Linked DNA regions of Sus scrofa: regions 1 and 3 are each linked to region 2. The links are chromatin contacts, called in public Hi-C and promoter capture Hi-C maps. All regions are on one chromosome and are shown on one strand. The core of a region is the stretch at or near the end of the contact, and the rest is flanking DNA. Distances in the headings are between cores, read along the strand shown.

Region 1 (3,674 bases), core at 127-2,626, 300 kb after region 2:
ATACCTGAGTCCAGGAAAAGTAATGATGCTTCCTTGCTGATCTGTCAAGTCCCCTAGGCAGGATGCCAAACAATTTTCAATCAATTTTGGAAATATTGAGAAGAGACGGCTTACTCTCCCCAAGTTTAGACACTGAACTGGGCAAGAGCATGTTGATCCTTAAACATCCCAAATAATATCCCCAGGCGAAGAACTGCCCAGGGCAAAACCTCTAAAGCAACCCCAAGAATCTCAGTCACTCAACAACTTGAGGAAGTAAGCTAGAAAAGAATTTTAAGCGCTCATGTTTGGGTCTCAATCTGGAAGATCACAGGGCACCCAAATATCACATCTGATCACCATTTTGAGGGAGAATCGGGAAAAAATTCAACATCAATGAAACATCTAAAATAAATGAAGTGAAAGCTTAAAATAAACCTTTTAGCAATTCTGGATCCGGATCTGGGGGAGGCCAGCCTAACCAGAGATTTAAAAACCCCATGAACCCACAAAGACCTCCTCTGCAATCCACTTAAGGACGGGGTTCCAGGGAGGGGGTCTGCCTCTCCGCTCCACGAAAAGACAAAGGAGGCGATGTTTCCCGCCTCGAGAACCTGGGACTCTCCTGGAACCCGGGACCGGAATGGGACAAAGAGAAGAGGTGGGGGGGTAGCCCCTGCTCCGCGGGGCAGGATGCTTCCAGTCGGAGGGGGGTGTGTGCTCACCGCACGTGCGCGTGTGCGCGCGTGGCGCCCCAACAGACAAAGCCCGACCCGGGGGAGGCGGCAGCCGGGGGCCCAGTGCGCGCGCACCCCCGCGAGAGGCGCCACCGCCGGCCGAGGGGCCGCGAAGGGGGGGGCGGATGCGCGCGCACCGGGCCCTCGCCGCCGCCGCCATTTTGTCTCCTCGGCACAATGGGGGAGAGTAACGGCCGAGCGCGGGAGGTAGGCTAGCAAAGGAGGAAGGAGCCAGGCACTGGGGCGAGAGAACCAAACGAAAGCAGGGAACACAAGGCGCCTCAGGCCTTATCTCCGCAACTCCTCACCCGAGCCCGCGCTGAGGAGAGAACGGGGGGAGGGGGAAAGGCGGGAGCGGGCCCGGCCGCCGCCACATTGACGCTTACCTCGTCTGGGTCCCTTTCCTCGACAGCAACCACCGCCCTCCGGCCACAGCCCGCCTCGGTCTTCCCCAAAAAGCCACGCGGTACGCACCGGGCTGCTGAGTCCAACTGCAATGGCGAGAAGAGGAGGAGGAGGAGCCGGGGCCGGGGACGAGCTGGCGGGCGGGCGCGCGCTAGGGAGGTGCGGAACCACGTGACCGGGCGGAGCCACGCCCCCTGCCGCCTCGTTACCGCTCGACGCAGGCCCAGCGGGAGAGGCAGGGAGGGAGGAACAGAGAAAAGAAGGCGGGCCCTGGTCACGTGACAGAACCGTAAGACGTTACGTGGCGTCGGGACGTTTTCCTCCTCTTTCCACGCCTTTGCTTGATCATGTGACAGTGGCAAATTCGGAGATCTCCTTGGCCATGTGATAAGGACTTTTGCTCCTTGCCTTTGCGGTATTGGTAGGCCTGTTTCATGTGACAACATTGCCTTTCTTTTTTTCAATTGCGGTTTTTGAGCGGCCATTACCACGTGAGGCCGAGGGAGGGGCGGAGCCTCCCTGGTCTCCTAGTTTATGCGCTTGCGCGGCCGCCATCTTACGCCCGTCGCCAGGAGTACGTTGGCGGAAACGGTCAGAGAGGCTGGCTCTTGAGCGTCCTCATGGTGGCTGGTGTTGCTAGAAGAGGTTCGCTCTGCTACTGAAGCGGTACGGTGGCACTTCCTTCCCACTGCCTGCTTTTTCCACGAGAGGCCGAGCAGACTCGAGCTGTGTGTGTGAGGAAAGGTCGGACAGAACTCCTCGTTGCTGCTTCGGCATCCGGGTCTTTGGTGTTGAAACTTTTTCACGGGTAGCGCCCCGCTAAACTACCCGGCCCGGAGCCTCTGAAGGGCAGAGCCCAGTTGGTCAGAATCTTCCAGTCCCCCATTCACAGATGAAGAAATTGAGGCCCGATCCAGAAAAAGACCCGACTGAAGGCCTCACTGTCTTTTGCGGGAAATCTGGGACTTGGACTGAGACACTTGGCCAGCCACATCTTGGCGGGGAGGTCGGGGTCATAAGTAAAGGCATGGGGGACCGAGCGTCATCACTTTACGATCCTGGTGTTGTTGCATCCTCTTGGGAGCCTCAGATCCTCAGTGTACAATCTATGCCTAAGCTAAGTCCTGCTTTCTTCCAGAATCAGGATCAGTCAGGCGTTGGTAGACAAGTGATAGAGACATTGCTGAGATTCGGAGGCAAGTAGTTCAGGACTTAACGGCCTAAATAAATCTTTTTTGCAGAAGCAGGAATAGTGTAGCTAGTTTAAGAATGCAAGATCCCGAGTTCCCATCTCGGCTCAGTGGAAATTAATCCGACTAGCATCCATGAGGACTCAGGTTTGATCCCTGGCCTCCTCAGTGGGTTAAAGATCCCGAGTTGCCCTGAGCTGCGGTTTAGGTCGCAGAGGGGTCCTGTTCTGGCGTGGCTGTGGCATAGGCCAGTAGCTACAGCTCCGGTTAGACCTTCCTGGGAGCTTCCATATGCCTGGCTGCAACCCTAAAAAAAACCAAAAAAATTTTTAAGAAAATGCAAGATCCAGGGTCGCCCTAAGTTTGGGTCTCTGTATAATCAAGACTAGTGCACCTCCCTGAGCTTCTCTTGCATTATCTACAAAATATGATTTTTTTTTTTCCTTAAAAGCACCTGGTACAATTCTTTGCACAAAACATATGCCCCAATGGAGTTCCTGTTGTGGCGCAGTGGTTAAGGAATCCGACTAGGAACCATGAGGTTGCAGGTTCTATCCCTGCTCTTGCTCAGTGGGTTAACGATCTGGCGTTGCTGTGAGCTGTGGTGTGGGTCACAGACACGGCTCGGATCCCGCGTTGCTGTGGCTCTGGTGCAGGCTGGCAGCCACATCTCCGATTCGACCCCTAGCCTGGGAACCTCCATATGCCGCGGGAGCAGCTCAAGAAATGGCAAGAAGACAAAAAAAAAAAAAAAAAAGCCCCAAGATTATAGTTGGGTTTTTTTTTTTTTTTTTTTTTTTTTTAGATACGGAGTTCCCATCGAGGCGCAGTAGTTAACGAACCCGACTAGAAGTCGTGAAGTTGCGAGTTAGATCCCTGGCCTCGCTCAGTGGGTTAAGGATCTAGCGTTGCCGTAAGCTGTGGTGTAGGTCACAGACGCGGCTCAGATCTGGTGTTGCTGTGGCTGTGCCATAGGCCAGCAGCTGCTCGGATTACACCCCTAGTCTGGGAACCTCCATATGCCGGCGGTGTGGCCCTAGAAAAGACAAAGTAAGGTGTAAAAATGTGGTCACAGATTATCACAGAATGAGTCCATGCTGTCTTACCTATGGCTTCCCAACTTTGTGTGTGTGCTTTTTTAGGGCCACAGTAGCTGCACGCGGAGGTTCCCAGGCTAGGGGACTAATTCCAGCCATAGCCACTGGCCTACCCCACAGCCAGAGCAACACCAGATCTGATCAGCATATGCTACCTACACCACACCTCAAGGCAAACACGGATCCTTAACCCACTGAAAGGAGGCAGGAAGCAAACCCATATCCTCATGGACACTAGTCAGGTTCCTAACCTGCTGGACCACAAT
Region 2 (3,423 bases), core at 381-2,880:
GGTCAAATGCAACCTGGACATCCTCCCTGATCCTCAGTAAAGGCTCCTCTTCCACGCAACCTCCCTAATCTCTGACTCCCATCACTGGGCATCCATCCACTGTGTTCCTCTCACATGACAGGCCAAGGGGAGTAGTCCCCACATTTACCACCTGTTCCCCTACAAGGCTGGAGAGGCTCCCAAGGCATCCAACCTCCAATCATCTAACACCCAGTAGGGACTCAACAAACTTTTGTTTAACAATAAAGGAGGAGATTGGACTGAACAACAAAATAGTGCTTCCCTCTAACCAGGAACCATTTTATTGGCTTTCACCAACTCCATTTGTGGCATTATTGCCATTTCACAAATGAGGAAACTAAGAGGTTCAGAAAAATTAAGTTATTTGCCTAAGGTCACATAGCTAAGTAACCAGCAACGCCAGAAATCAAACCCAACTCCAGTCTGTCAATTGAAAGTGAAAACTTACTTCAAATTCCTAGGAAGTGGTTCTAACATTATTCCCTACTTTACCTAAGGATTCACTGGGGGTGGGGGCGTGGGGTGGCTACCTAGGCTAGTCTTCAAGATCGGCACAAAACACCTTCTCCTTAAAGATCCACATCTTAAATAAAAGCGTTAATCTGGAAAATCAATTGCGAGGAAGGGAAAAGGATGGAAAACTAAAACAAAGCTTTCAACAGCAGTTCTCCCGGTCCTTCCCGACTAGCTGCGGATCCTCCGATTTAAGGCAAACATTCTGGAGTCACTACTTTACAAGGGGCTGAAAGAGTTATTTACCTTGCCTTGAAAACCTAAAATTGACTTTTTAAAAATGAAATTTTAGGTCATCTAAACCAATTGTGCTGCTAATGTTCATGTCCAGGCGACGCTGGACATATCTGGGGGTTTTCCTACTGAGCGATGACCGCAGCCTTGTTAAAAGGCAACAATCGAGTCGGACCCGTTACAACGTAGCCAGAATAGCCCGGACGCCTGGCTATTGTTATAGCCGCAGCTGAGACCGCGATGGGGGCCGGGCCCGTGGCCCGCCGACTGGGCGAAGAGCTTTGTCCGGCGACCCCGGCGAGAGCGCGCGCGAGGGGCGCGCGGCCTCCACGCGGCCCGGGCCCCCACCCCACCCGCCGCGGATACTGTAGCCGCCGCGGCCTCGATGCACTGTGGCCTTCCCCGCGCGCGCGGTGCAGGCCAGGCGTCTTGACCCTCGGGCGCCGCCGTACCCCGGCCCTGCTCCGGGCGCCGGCGGCCCCCTCCCCCCTCGGAACCCCGGCTCCATTCAAACCGTCCTCCCAAGCCCCGCGCCGCGCTCCCCCCGCGATCTGCGTTCCTTACCGGGAGTCGCCGGTGCCGTCGCCTTCCTGGCGCCGCCCCCGCCCCTCCGCGCGAGGCCGGGGGCAGAATGGGCGTCTCGCCTCTTCTCACGAAACAAAGAAGCCGCCGCTGCCGCCGCCAAGCGAGGGTAAGCCTCGCGCGCGCGCCCGCCGGCCTCGGCCGCCCCCCCCACGCCACCCGCGCCCCCGCTGCGCGCGCACTCGTCACCTCCCCTCCCCCCCACCACTAAGCGCCTCTCCCGCTTCCGCCGCCCGCCCGGTCTCGTGCGCGTGCCCGCCCGCCCTTCCGCTCCTAGAGCGCGTGCGTGTCGGCCGCGGGGGTGGGGTGGGGAGGGGGCGGGGCCAGAGAGAGCTAGCGCCCCGGACGCACCTCCCTACTTTGTGCGGGACGCGCCTGCGCTTGCGCATGGGGGTGGTTCTTCGCCTTCCGCACGTCGTGCGTCGCCACTGCTCCGAGCATGCGCAGAGCGGGCGCCACTGCGGCGGCGGTAGTGGTGGTGGTAGTGATGGTGGTGGTGGGTGGCTGGGGGATGGGACTGGATGGCGGCAGGGTCTTTGGGGAAGGGGTGGCAGAGGGGCCCTGAGACCGGGAAGTGAGGATGCAAGGCAGTGCTTGAGGGGAAGAGGCGGGGAGGCTGGGCCAGAGATGAGCAGAGCCGGCCTCCGGGTCAAGGGCGAACTTAGGAACCGTTTTCATCCTTGGTAGGGGGGATGTGGTGCCCTTTGGGCAGTCTGACGGGTACGGACTGTGGCTGTCTTTTGTGCAGAGCCTATGTAAGGCTATTAATTAGCAGATATTTATTGATTTGCTGTTGAGTTGCGGCACCGGACATAAAATTTCAGCTGCTGTGGCTCTCATGATCTAATGGGGGAGGCAGGCGCGAGGCAAGAGAACCAAGTAAAATATAAAATACACTGTGTTGAAATGGAGACATGAAAAGTGGTGGAAATTTTAAAGCGGCAGCTAGGGAAGGCCGCGTTGGGAAGACATTTGAGTCCAGTAGTAAAAGCAGTGAGGGAGAGAGCCTTGTTAGAAGTATGAAGGCCTAGAGCTTGTAGGCGGCTTCCTCTATGTTTTTAAAGTATCTCCAGCCCCACCTCATTTAGCCCCACAACTGAGCAAATGCTCCCCAAAGTCAAGTCCCACAGCCTGTGACTGTCCCTATCCCTGCTTCTCCCAGGCCCACTCTTCCTCATTTTTCAGGTCTCAGTTGACTTACCACCTCCACCAGTCTTGCCTCCTCTTTGATCACTGCCTCCATTCCCTTTCCTTCACATTTCTTGGGTACCTTTTTAAGTTTTTTTATTATAGTTGATTTATAATATCCTGTCAGTTTCTGCTGTACAGCATCCTTCTCTTCAATTTAAATGGCATGATGTTGTCAATTTTAGTCCCTAGTGAATACCCAGCATCTACTGTAGTGTGCCACCCCCACCCCCCCACAAGACAGTTTAAAAAATTTTTTTAGGGAGTTCCCATCGTGGCTCATCAGTAACGAATCTGACTGGCATCCATGAGGATGAAGGTTCGATCCCTGGCCTTGTTCAGTGAGTTAAGGATCCTGCATTGCTGAGCTATAGTGCAGGTCACAGACACAGCTTGGATCCTGTGTTGCTGTGGTGTAGGCCAACAGCTACAGCTCTGATTCCATGCCTAGTCTGAAAACATCCATATACTGTGGGTGTGGCCCTAAAAAAAAAAAAATTTTTTTTTTTTAGGCGTTCAAGTTGTGGCTCACTGGGTTAAGAACCAGACATAGTATCTATGAGATGCAGGTTCTATCCCTGGCCTTGCCAGTGGTTTAAGGGTCCTGCATTGCTCCAAGCTGAGCTATGGTATAGGTCATATATGCAGCTCAGATCTGGTGTTGGCATGACTGTGGCATAAGCCTCAGCTGCAGCTCCATTTCACCCCCTAGCCCAGGAGCTCTAAAAAGAAAAAAAAAATTTTTTTTATTATTGAAAGGTTAACGGAGAATGTCTCTTGAGAGTGTATTTTTTGTGTCAGGTCTTTGGGTCATTCCAAGCCCAAAGTGAGTCCCTCGCAGCAAAGAGCAGCAGTTGAGATCTCCAGCTCACATCAAAAAGACCT
Region 3 (3,632 bases), core at 354-2,853, 380 kb before region 2:
AGTTGCACACTCGGGCCTGAAACAAAACTCTCCACTGCTCCCTCCTGCCTCACCAAGGCCCTCAGAACAGGGCCCTGCCTACCCCCTCCCCCTCCCATAGTGCCTAGGGCTCTCCTCACCAAGCTGACCACTAGCTTGCTTGGGTACCTGCTTCCCCTTACTCATCGCCGAGTTCTGTGAGGATAGGATGGGGTCTGTCTTGGTCACTGCTCGGGACCTGGCACTCATCAACTGCCTAATAAATGTATGATGACTAAATAAATGAATGAAAAGAGAGCTCACCTGGTTCATCTGAGCCATCCTTGCAGTCACAGTAGTCATCATTAACCTGATCAAAAGGAATACTGGCGGAGCCATCCAGGCACGTGAAAGGCTTGGACTCGTCGTAGAAGTGATGATCTGGGAAGGGAGTCAAGGCGCTCAGCCCACGGCAGGAAGAAGCCCTCCGGACCCAATGGCACCTCTCCCCACAACCCACCAGCTGAGCACTGCCGCCTTCCCGCCCAGCGACCGCGACCCTAAAGCAGAAGGCTCTAAGTGCCTATCCCAGGAGCCTCCCACAACCTATCCCCACCTCTAGCCAGGTGGCCAACTCACTGGTGAGGGAGACGCCCCGGGGCCGCTTGACCTCCACGGCCCAACACATGGGCAGTAGCAGCAGAAACAGTAACATCTCGCTGGAGGCTCTGAAGCCGGAAACGGGTTCTGTCGGAGGAAGGAAGCTGCTGAGAGATGCGCTGTGCCCCCACGCTGCAGCGAGAAAGGGGCGGCTCACTGGGAGAGGAATACTTCCAGCTGAAGGAAGACACCTCTCCCTCCAGCCAACTGGATTCCTCCATCGCTTCCGGGCAATGACGGCTCACTTTGCTTCCCACAGTGGGGGCGTGGGGGGGGTGTCTCCCCAGTCCTGCCCAGTGAAGGGGAGTCTCACTTGGCCCAAATCAATGGTGGGGGAATCACAAAAGCTCCGCTCCCTATGGGTGGGGGGAGGGGATTCGCTAGCCAATTCCCGCCAATAGCCCGAGGAACAGTCGCCCCATCTCCCGAGGAACACCCTTAGGCTGCCCCCAACAGGAAACAGGGGTGCTCTCCCACCCAGTGGTTCACCACCTACACGAGGCTGGGGCAAAGGTTAATATCCACCGCGCCCCCTAACCCAGCAGCCAACGGCTCCTCCTGCAGAAAGAAAGCGGAAACGTGTGGGATGCGTCACTTCCGGCATCACGCCGTGCTCCCTGAACGGCAGCTCCCGGTCGCCATATTGGGAGCGGCAAGGGACGGCCGGAGCCGAGACGGCCATCTTGGATAGGCCTGTGAAGCCTTAGAAGAAATCGTTCTGATGGTTCGCGCTTAATGGCGGCGCGAAGTGCCTCCATCTTGGGAGTGGCAGTTCTACAGTCGGACCAGAAAGTTCCTAAAAAATGCCCGTGAACCCATCGCGGGCTTAGGGCGGGCTTAGGGGTTGAGGGGTGGGAAAGAAAAGGAATAAGCACATGACACAAAAGTACCCCCCACCAACTTTCGGCAGAAAGGGTCTGCTCCGCCCCCGTTGGGACCGCCCCTCCACGCAGCGTGCGTCAGCCAGTGAGAGCGGTGGGTGGAACGCGGGCGGTTTCCATGGGAACACTGGAGGAAGGAGGGGGAGATTACCTAGCAACCAGGAGATGCCGCGAGGCTCAGCCAAGCGGTCGACAAGTACGTTCCCAGAGCCGAGGAACCTGAGCTGACAGATCCCCAACAGAGGCGATTCCTAGTAGACCTAACTCTTTGCGGTCCTCGGCCTCAACCCAGTCATGACGTCTCCCCTGTGCTGGGCGGCCTCCGCCAACGCCATGCCTTCTCAGGACCAGGTTTCAGCCTCCTCCAAAGGCAGGGGCAATCAGGCTCAGGCCAAGGGGCATCCCCAAGGCAAGGGCTCGGTGCAGGCCTGGCAGTCACTCCATTCCAAGGCAGGACCCTTCCATGCCAGCGAAGGGAAGTCCACTGTGCACACGCAGGTGGCTGAGTTACAAAGGAAGATTCAACTATTAGGTAAGAGGGCTCCAGAGGGCACAGAAGTGTCAAGAGTCACCAGCTCATTGGCCTGGCATGGTGTGACTGGAATGTTTCACTGGCATTCATCCATGTGGCCAGTTTCTGGAGGCAAAAACTCATACTTCCTTATGGTTTTCCTCATCTCTCTTATGAAACTTTTCCTGAGCTCAGAACTGACTGGACTGCATTTCATACTTTTATGTGATTTCAACTCTTCTATCATGCATGGGGTGGTGAAAAACAGATTCCAGGGCCAGATTTTCTGGGTTCAGATCCTGGCTCTACATATACTAATTGTTTGACCTTCAGGAACTAAGAGTAATCTAATTGCTCCCAGGTTGTCCATTCATAAAAAGGAGATAGTAACCGTACAAGCCAATAGTTGAAATGAGTAAAGGACTTACAACGGTGCTTGACACATAGTAATGCTATATATTGTAAACCAGTGGTTCTCAATGGAAAAGGGCTGTTTTGGTTCCCAGGGGACATTTGGCAATGTCTGGAGACATTTTGGTTTGTCACATTGTTGGGGGGAGGGGATATGTTACTGACATCTAGTGGGTAGAGGCCAAGGATGCTGCTCAACATCTGACAATGCACAGGACAGCTCACCACAGCAAATAATTATCCCAAATGTCAGCCAAGGCTGGGAAATCCTAGTGCAAACCATTATTATTTTATTATTAGAAGGTAATTTTACATGGTGGTTGAAGGTATGGGCTGGGGAGTCAAACTGCTTATGACCTTGAACAACCTAATATACCTGAGTCTTCTAACCTCTAAAATGGGTATGGTATGTACACACACATATATATAGATATATACCTATTGGTACAGGGTATTTGATGAATAGGAAATTTATTAGTCCAGCATCCAATACATAACGTATGCCCAAAGTAAAATATTGTTACAATGTTGACAATTACGAAAATTGTCCCTCCCCTCTATGATGCTCTGCTTGTGCCTGCCCACCTCACCTGACCCCAGAGGGTGACCGGAAGGCCTTTTATGAGAGCACCCAGTGGAACATCAGGAAGAATCAGGAGACCATCAACCAGCTCCGAGAGGAGACCAGGGTGCTACAACTACAGCTGGCAGACCTGCTCCAGGTGAGGGTGAAGAAGCTCCAGGAGGCAGGGGCCAGCATCCTTGGGAGCTGAATAGTAGCAGTAGTCTGAATCAGTAGTGTGACTGGGTTCCTCTCTCTGCAGGGAGATGAGAAAGTGGTCCAGGCAGTGATTCGGGAATGGAAATCAGAGAAGCCATACCTGAAGAACAGGACAGGCCAGGTTTGCCCCACTCCCATTCCACTGACCATCTCCCTTCATTTCAAGCCTGGATCCCCACCCCACTCACCTCTCTGCCTCCCATCTCACCCTCTCCAATCCCTTCTCCACACCAGCCACTATTCATTTATTCATTCAATCTTTATCATGCACTGACCATGAGCCTGGCATGATGACCATGCAGTGGAGAAAACGGACCTTGTTGCCGCTCCCAAAAACCTTTATTTTAGTAGAAAAAAATAGACTCCCCCCAAATAAAACCAAGAAAAATGCAGAAACAAAGTAATTTTTTGTTATAAATGAATAAAATAA

The links. Promoter capture Hi-C pulls out the DNA fragments that hold promoters and counts their contacts. Hi-C and Micro-C count contacts between places; a contact is called where the count stands out from the background.
Region 1: a contact with region 2 is called in a Hi-C map of liver, with 3 times the contacts expected there. The contact joins the promoter of ILF3 here to the promoter of SMARCA4 in region 2. A contact is called at or near these places in 1 of 5 promoter capture datasets (liver) and 2 of 47 Hi-C or Micro-C datasets (heart right ventricle and liver).
Region 3: a promoter capture Hi-C map of liver shows a contact between it and region 2, with 3 times the contacts expected there. The contact joins the promoter of CCDC151 here to the promoter of SMARCA4 in region 2. A contact is called at or near these places in 1 of 5 promoter capture datasets (liver) and 1 of 47 Hi-C or Micro-C datasets (embryonic fibroblasts).

Annotation. Positions count from the first base shown.
Region 1 is chr2:69,411,577-69,415,250 of Sscrofa11.1, reverse strand. ILF3 (interleukin enhancer-binding factor 3) reads right to left here and starts at 1,376. Exons shown (of 20, transcript XM_021083797.1): 1 at 1,103-1,376.
Region 2 is chr2:69,715,382-69,718,804 of Sscrofa11.1, reverse strand. SMARCA4 (transcription activator BRG1) reads right to left here and starts at 1,630. Exons shown (of 34, transcript XM_021083849.1): 1 at 1,333-1,630. LOC110259342 (a long non-coding RNA gene) reads left to right here. Exons shown (of 2, transcript XR_002341646.1): 1 at 1-1,459.
Region 3 is chr2:70,094,998-70,098,629 of Sscrofa11.1, reverse strand. It overlaps CCDC151 (coiled-coil domain-containing protein 151), which reads left to right and starts at 1,603. Exons shown (of 13, transcript XM_005654766.3): 1 at 1,603-2,031; 2 at 3,022-3,143; 3 at 3,246-3,323. The coding sequence starts at 1,794. It overlaps PRKCSH (protein kinase C substrate 80K-H), which reads right to left and starts at 1,206. Exons shown (of 18, transcript NM_001244598.1): 1 at 1,115-1,206; 2 at 598-705; 3 at 283-399. The coding sequence starts at 673.